Linked DNA regions of Sus scrofa: region 2 is linked to region 1. Evidence: chromatin contacts called from public Hi-C data. All regions are on one chromosome and are shown on one strand. Each heading gives the region's core, a stretch centred on a gene start, on an enhancer-like site or on the middle of the called end of the contact. The rest is flanking DNA. Distances are from core to core; before and after follow the strand shown.

Region 1 (2,991 bases), core at 210-2,709:
TTCTCCGAGGGAGACGTGCTAGCCGAGGCGCCGGACTCCTCCTTGCTGCCCTTGCGCGACTTGGCCTTCTTCTCCTTGCCGCGCTCAGGCGCGTCTCCGTGCTTGCCATTGGCGGAGTTGGCGCGGCTCATCTTGCCGTGCACCAGGCCGCCCAGGCCGCCCATGTTTTTCTTCAGCTTGATACCCAGCGTCTTGCTGAAGCTGCCTAGCTTATTGGCCACAGAATCCGCTCGTGTCTTGTCCTTGTCCTTGCGCTGTTTCTCCTTCTCCTTGTCCTTGCCGTTCTTGCCGTTGTTGCTGTTGGAGTTGCTGCACACCGAGTCGCGGTCTGAATCGAGTGAATCGGCCAAGGACTGCACGTCCTCCCCCGCCGAGGCGGTCGGGGACTCCGGCTGTGCTAGAGGGGCCTGTGGAGGGGGCGGGCAGGTAAGGGATGAGGTTAGAAATCAGCAGTCCCCAAGCGGACTGATGGAGGCAGATCCCTCCCTCCCCGCTGTGTTGCCTCCAGCCCCACTGTCCCTGTCCCAACCGAGTCTCCTGATTCTAGATCTCGAGTTGCTGCCTTCACAGCCCTCATAAGGGCTAAACAAGGACGTCCAGAGTAATTGACAGGCAGGTCAATGTGGAGATGAGGCAGGACTCCGAAGCCAGACTGCCACCAGCTGTCACTTGTGCCATTAGTAAGAGGGGTATCGGTACCTGCCTCAGGGAGCCCAGTGAAGATTAAATACAGGTAAAGGCTGAAGTATGAAAGCACTCTGAGTGGTGCCGGCTTGTCCTGGGTACTGATTGTGCCGGGCACTGCCCTATTTGCTCTTCTCCTGTCACTTATAAAATATTAATTATAAGCTCCACTTTATGGCTACATAAACTAATGTCTAGGGAGAATAAATTCACTTATAAGCTTTTCTTTTAAACATCTCTTTTGGGGAGACCATCACTGAGACCACAAAAATATCAGATACTTAAAGCGAATCCGTCTTAGTATCTGGAGGCGAGGACAGCATGGGTTCTCCCTGGGGGAGGGGGCCAAGTGGGGCAGGCAGCCCCCCTTGTCACCGCCTTTTCGGAGGGGAGGGAAAGTGAGGGGAAGGGGGGGGTGCCAAGGAATCGCGCCCTCGGTTCTCTGCCTTTTCCGAGGACCCACACACTTTTATAATTAATTCCGCTCCGTGGCAGCACATCGTGTTCCGAGCTGGGCAGAGTTTTGTGTTGCGACTTGCCTACGGTTTGTTTTCTGAGTGGGCGTGTTTATTCCGCTCCTTCTGTCGAAGATAAGGGGACCTCAAAAAAATAAAACACACACACAGACACACAACCTAGCCTGAGCGCTGCTATGGCCAGACACGCAGGCGCACGCGCAGACAGGCGCGCGTTCCAGTCGGAACCTGGGCGGTCAGCGTTGGGGAGGATGCACCCCCGCCTTCCTGCCGGAGCAGAATGAGCAGCCGCCGCCCCGCCTGCCGCTTCTTCCCGTCGCACGCCTAGCTTACCCGGGTCTCCGAGGGGATCCGGATCCACGTCACATTCATGTAGCTATGCAGAAGGTTTAGCTTGGCTTCCAGCGACAGGATCAGGCTAGAGAGAGGAACACCAAATGAGACGCGTCCCGGCTCGCCCCGCCCGCCGACCGTCTCCAGAGGAGCCGGGGCGCTGCGCCCAGCCCCTCCCCGGGGAGCCCAGCGACAGCCCGCTCCGTAGGGCGTGGGGGAGGGGGACACAGGGGTAGGGTCTTACTGTGCCAGCCTGGCGTTATCGTTGTCGTCTTTCCCCCATTCCCAGTCCTTGCCGGGGTCCACAGCAAAGTGCAGAGGCAGCAGCTTGTGCTCCGAATCCGTCAGGGGGATTACGGCTGAACGCAAAAGAGGGAGGCCAGTGCCAGGTGGTCCACCGGCCAGGACGGAGGTCAGTGCTCCCGCAGCCCCGAGAAAGGGCAGGAAATGGGCCCCAAGACCAGGAGGCTCCGTGATTAAGGAAACGGAATGGAGGTGTACAGGGGACATCTGGGCCAGCGGGAGCTTTAGGGCCACATATTTTATTTTTATTCTTTTGTCTTTTTAGGGCCGCAGCATATGGAGGTTCCCAGGCTAGGGCTCAAAACGGAGCTGCAGCTCGCTGGCCTACACCAGAGCTCACCTTAATGCCAGATCCTTAACCCAGGGAACAAGGCCAAGGATAGAACCCACGTCCTCACAGATACTAGTCGGGTTCATTAACCACTGAGCCAGGAACTCCAAGGTGGTAATATTTTAAAACTGCTACTAATAGTTTTTAAAATGTCCTACTTTTTGTGGATTCTGAAAAGCAGTTGGACACACTACCTGTCCTCAACTTGGGTCTGTCAGACCGGAAATACCCACCTCTGGCGGCAGACAAAGAAACGGTATTATTGCTTCTGCTGCTTCTAGTTCACCTGGGGTGGGGGTGCGGCTTTAGGGCGAGGCCCTCCCATCTCCTCCCAGAGAGTGAGGGCTGCCTACCCCCCTGCTCATTTGTGAGTTCATTCAGCAAGTCTGTGACAGTGTGGGACCCCCACATCCCATACCCCTTTGTCATAGGGAGCTCACCTCCTGTATTGGGGGTGGGAGGCGGGGACAGAGTACACAGGTGACATACACTTCCTGCTGTCAGGTGGTGATAAGGTAAACAGCAGGCTGAGGAAGCTCAGGCAAAGAGGCCAGCCAATGAGCCTTCTGAGGAGGGAAGAGATAGAGAAGGCAAGGATGGGCCCCTCGCTGCACCAAGGGACAGAGTCATCAAAACCACTCCTGACTGCAACCCACCCCTGCCCCTGGGGATCCTGGCCACCTCTGAAAGGCTGGGGCAGAGGTTGGTGTTTACAGGTTTGTCTAGGATCCACTGGGGGCTTCTGGAGTTGCAGTGGGCCAGCTGAGATCAGTTCCCTAGTGATGGGGTTGACTCGCAGTTGGGAGGTAGGGAGAAATATGGCAGCCCCATTTCCGCCCTCTGAGCAGCAGTCTTTTCGTGGGG
Region 2 (2,991 bases), core at 170-2,669, 450 kb before region 1:
CTATAGTGTCTCTGCTGGGAAACCCCATTCTAAATTGAAACAAGAAGATCTGCAAACACAGCTGACACCTTCAAAAAACAATTGCCAAGTAAGTAATTCAAAGGTCACTAAGCTCTATCACTGGTATAGAGACCCAAACATAATAAAAGTTGCTTTTCATACTGTTAAAATGATGATCTATTAACCATTCCTGCATGAATTTGCAGACAGTTCTTTCACTACCTAAGCAATTAATGATAGCTTTCAAAAAGCACATTTCAGGAGACAAAAGAGGAAATAAGAGTGATATTCTTGACAGTTTTCTATGATGCGTCAATTTTCAAGGGCAAATACCCATTTAACACTACTTTTTGTTGCTGTTGTTTACATCTTACCAACTTTTTCCCTCCCTCCTCAGTCTTAGATTTTTAACTTGCTAAACTTTAAAGTAAATGAGGAAAGTTAACCACATGGTACTAGCTGATAGAAGAGTCTTAGACCAAAACACACCACTAAATTATCTATTAGAACCCTCATGTTTACCTGGCAAAAGAACTGGCTCCAGTTTTTTAATCTTCGGTTCCGAATTAATCTTATCGTCAGTCTGAAATACATTAGCAAAATAAATCAAAATCAAATCTTTTTTTCCCTGTGAGAGACTAAAGCAAATTTAGTTTTCTAAGTGATGATACATATCCCCCCCTTAAATTCTTTCACATTTTCACCCAGCTCTTTTAAAGAAAGGTCTGCTCATAATGGAATTGAGAGTCTGAGCATAAAAACACTCTAAGCGCCTAAGCCGCTTCCAGGTGTTCACTTTTAAGACAGGTGCGTGACTTCTTCCACTAAGTGCCCACAGGCGATGTAATCAGCTGGCGGTCACAGCAGGGACTGTCGCCAAGCAAAGGGCTAAATAAATCCGGCTCCGGTTGCTCCGTCGCTCCCGGGGGTCTTGGGGGGAGGGAATGGCTGCGGCGGAGTTCTGCAAGTTTCCAAGGAGCCAGTGGGGCTCCCAGGAAGGCGCGCTTCCCCGAGCCAAGGTCGGGCAGCCGCGCAACTGGGGACAGAGGACGGGGAACCGGGGTGGGGTCGGGGGACAGGGCAACCTCCGGGCTCCCCCGCTCCCCGGCGGGCCCGCGGCTCCCCGGAAGCGCGAGGAGAAGGTCCCGGGGGAGAGGGATATTTACCTGGGGGGGCGGCAGGAGGTAGGACCTGAAGGTGGGTCTGGGCGGCTTGAGCGAGAACATGGTGCCGCCACCGGCTTCGCTCCGCCGGGCCGGGTCGCGGCCCGGGACCCGCCTCCCGACGCCCGCGGGCTGCGAGCTCCCAGTGCGGCCGCCCTGGCACGGTCTGCGGCCAGCCGGGCCGGGAGGGCTGACGGGCGGAGACTCGGCGGAGCGCCCGCCCGAGCGGGGAGGAGCCGGGGCCCATCCCCGGAAGGGGCCCGGCGCCCCGCCCCACCCCGCCCGGCGAGAGGCACGCGCAGGGCCGGCGGCCGGCCGCTCCCGACCTCTAGGCCGCGCCGGCGCCGGAACGCGAGGCCTACGCAGAGTGCCTTTGCCCAGCCCTCAGCTAGGGTGCCGGGGGGAGCGGGGCCCGGGAGCCATCTTGAGAACCCCGCTTGGGCGGGGTAGGGGCGCACCTACGGCGGCCGGCAGGGTCCTCGGCGGCCGGCGAGAACCTACGGCGGCTGGCAGGGGTCATGGCGGCCTGCGGGGTCACGGCGGTAGCTGGAGGCTCCCTTTGATAGCTACTGCGCCGCAGTTCCGCTCTTCCTGAGACAGCACCTTCCACTGCTGGTCTCTAGTCACCGTGCTCACGCGGGGATTGTTGTTTTCAGTCTTTGGGAGGAGCTGGGGTGGGGGTGAGGGACAGAGGACTCTGGAGCCCCAGGCTTAGCGGGTCACGCTGTCTGCGCCCAGCGGATGAGGGACGGGCCCCGGGAAAGTGGCCCAGGACAGCTGACAGTGACCGGGATCAAACGGTCAGCTCGGTCCCTTCAAGGTCCCACACCAGGGAAGACTTTCTTCCTTCACCTGGTCTGTTTGTTTTAGCGTGAAGCTTTGTGACTGAGATGTCTTGCTGCTCAATTCCGTGGGGTGCTGAGGCTGGCGTGGGCATGGGCGCTGTTGACACAGGACGATGTCAGCAACCCGGACAGCTCAGTTTATTTTAACTCCTAGCCTCGTTGTTAAACTTAAGTGTGAACAGATATTAAGAAAGTCGCCTTCCTGTTTTTTCTTGCCTATCCTCACATGCAAAGGTACAGCAAGTAGATAAATAATTAAAAGCTCAGCAAGAATGAGTCCTTAGCGGTGTGAAGGGCTTCCTTAGGCTATGGCCTGAATATTCTGGCCATTAATTGCAGAGAGCAGAAGAATTTCTGCACATCAAGCACGGGCCATTTCTGAACTCTTTAACAGAATTCCGAACTGAAGCAGCCTTTGGTGGAAGGGGGTTAGTGATGTTACCTTCTTGTAAATCTTAGTTGAGACTAGATTCTTCTCACACTTTGAAGAATAAATCCCTAATCCAACGTTTTATAAAAAATGTCACCAGGAAGCTCCAATGTGGCCATATGAATCATACTGACAAATGTTAATGGAAACACTAAAAAAACTTAAGTGTTTAAGATTCACAAGTTACTTTTTCTTGGGTCCTGGATCCAGAACTCCACTGATCTTTCTGGTTAACTTGAGTAACATATGATTCCATTTTTCTCAGGAACCACAATTGTACTTTAAAATGTTAAGCCCAGTGAGTTATAGGTGTAAAGGTACTATTGTCCACACATGTTTAAAACCTTTTAATGAGTAGTCTGTGATCTCACTACATTAAATGGATTTAAAGAAAACAAACTCATAGAAAAGGAGATCAGTTTTGTGGTTACCAGAGTGGGGGGCCGGCGGGGGGATTGGAGAAAGATGGTCAAAATGTACAAACTTCCAGTTACAAGGTAAATAAGTCCTAGGATGTAATGTACAGCATGGTGAGTATAGTTAACACTACTGT

Evidence for each region. Hi-C and Micro-C count contacts between places; a contact is called where the count stands out from the background.
Region 2: a contact with region 1 is called in a Hi-C map of skeletal muscle, with 5 times the contacts expected there. The contact joins the promoter of MTMR10 here to the enhancer-like site in region 1. A contact is called at or near these places in 1 of 5 promoter capture datasets (fetal skeletal muscle), 5 of 47 Hi-C or Micro-C datasets (alveolar macrophages, embryonic fibroblasts, heart right ventricle and 2 more) and 1 of 2 datasets of contacts at active chromatin or transcription factors (skeletal muscle).

Annotation. Positions count from the first base shown.
Region 1 is chr1:143,414,204-143,417,194 of Sscrofa11.1, reverse strand. OTUD7A (OTU domain-containing protein 7A) reads right to left here. Exons shown (of 15, transcript XM_021098720.1): 13 at 1,738-1,852; 14 at 1,494-1,578; 15 at 1-407. Among named protein-coding and RNA genes, the nearest start is that of KLF13, 120 kb to the left of the region's middle. Within about 2 kb of position 1,459, at least 41 of the 83 cell types and tissues checked have an H3K27ac peak or open chromatin away from gene starts, as enhancers often do. A contact at or near this core is called in omental adipose tissue and skeletal muscle, where this site is marked.
Region 2 is chr1:143,866,174-143,869,164 of Sscrofa11.1, reverse strand. It overlaps MTMR10 (myotubularin-related protein 10), which reads right to left and starts at 1,419. Exons shown (of 16, transcript XM_003121665.4): 1 at 1,167-1,419; 2 at 523-583. The coding sequence starts at 1,226.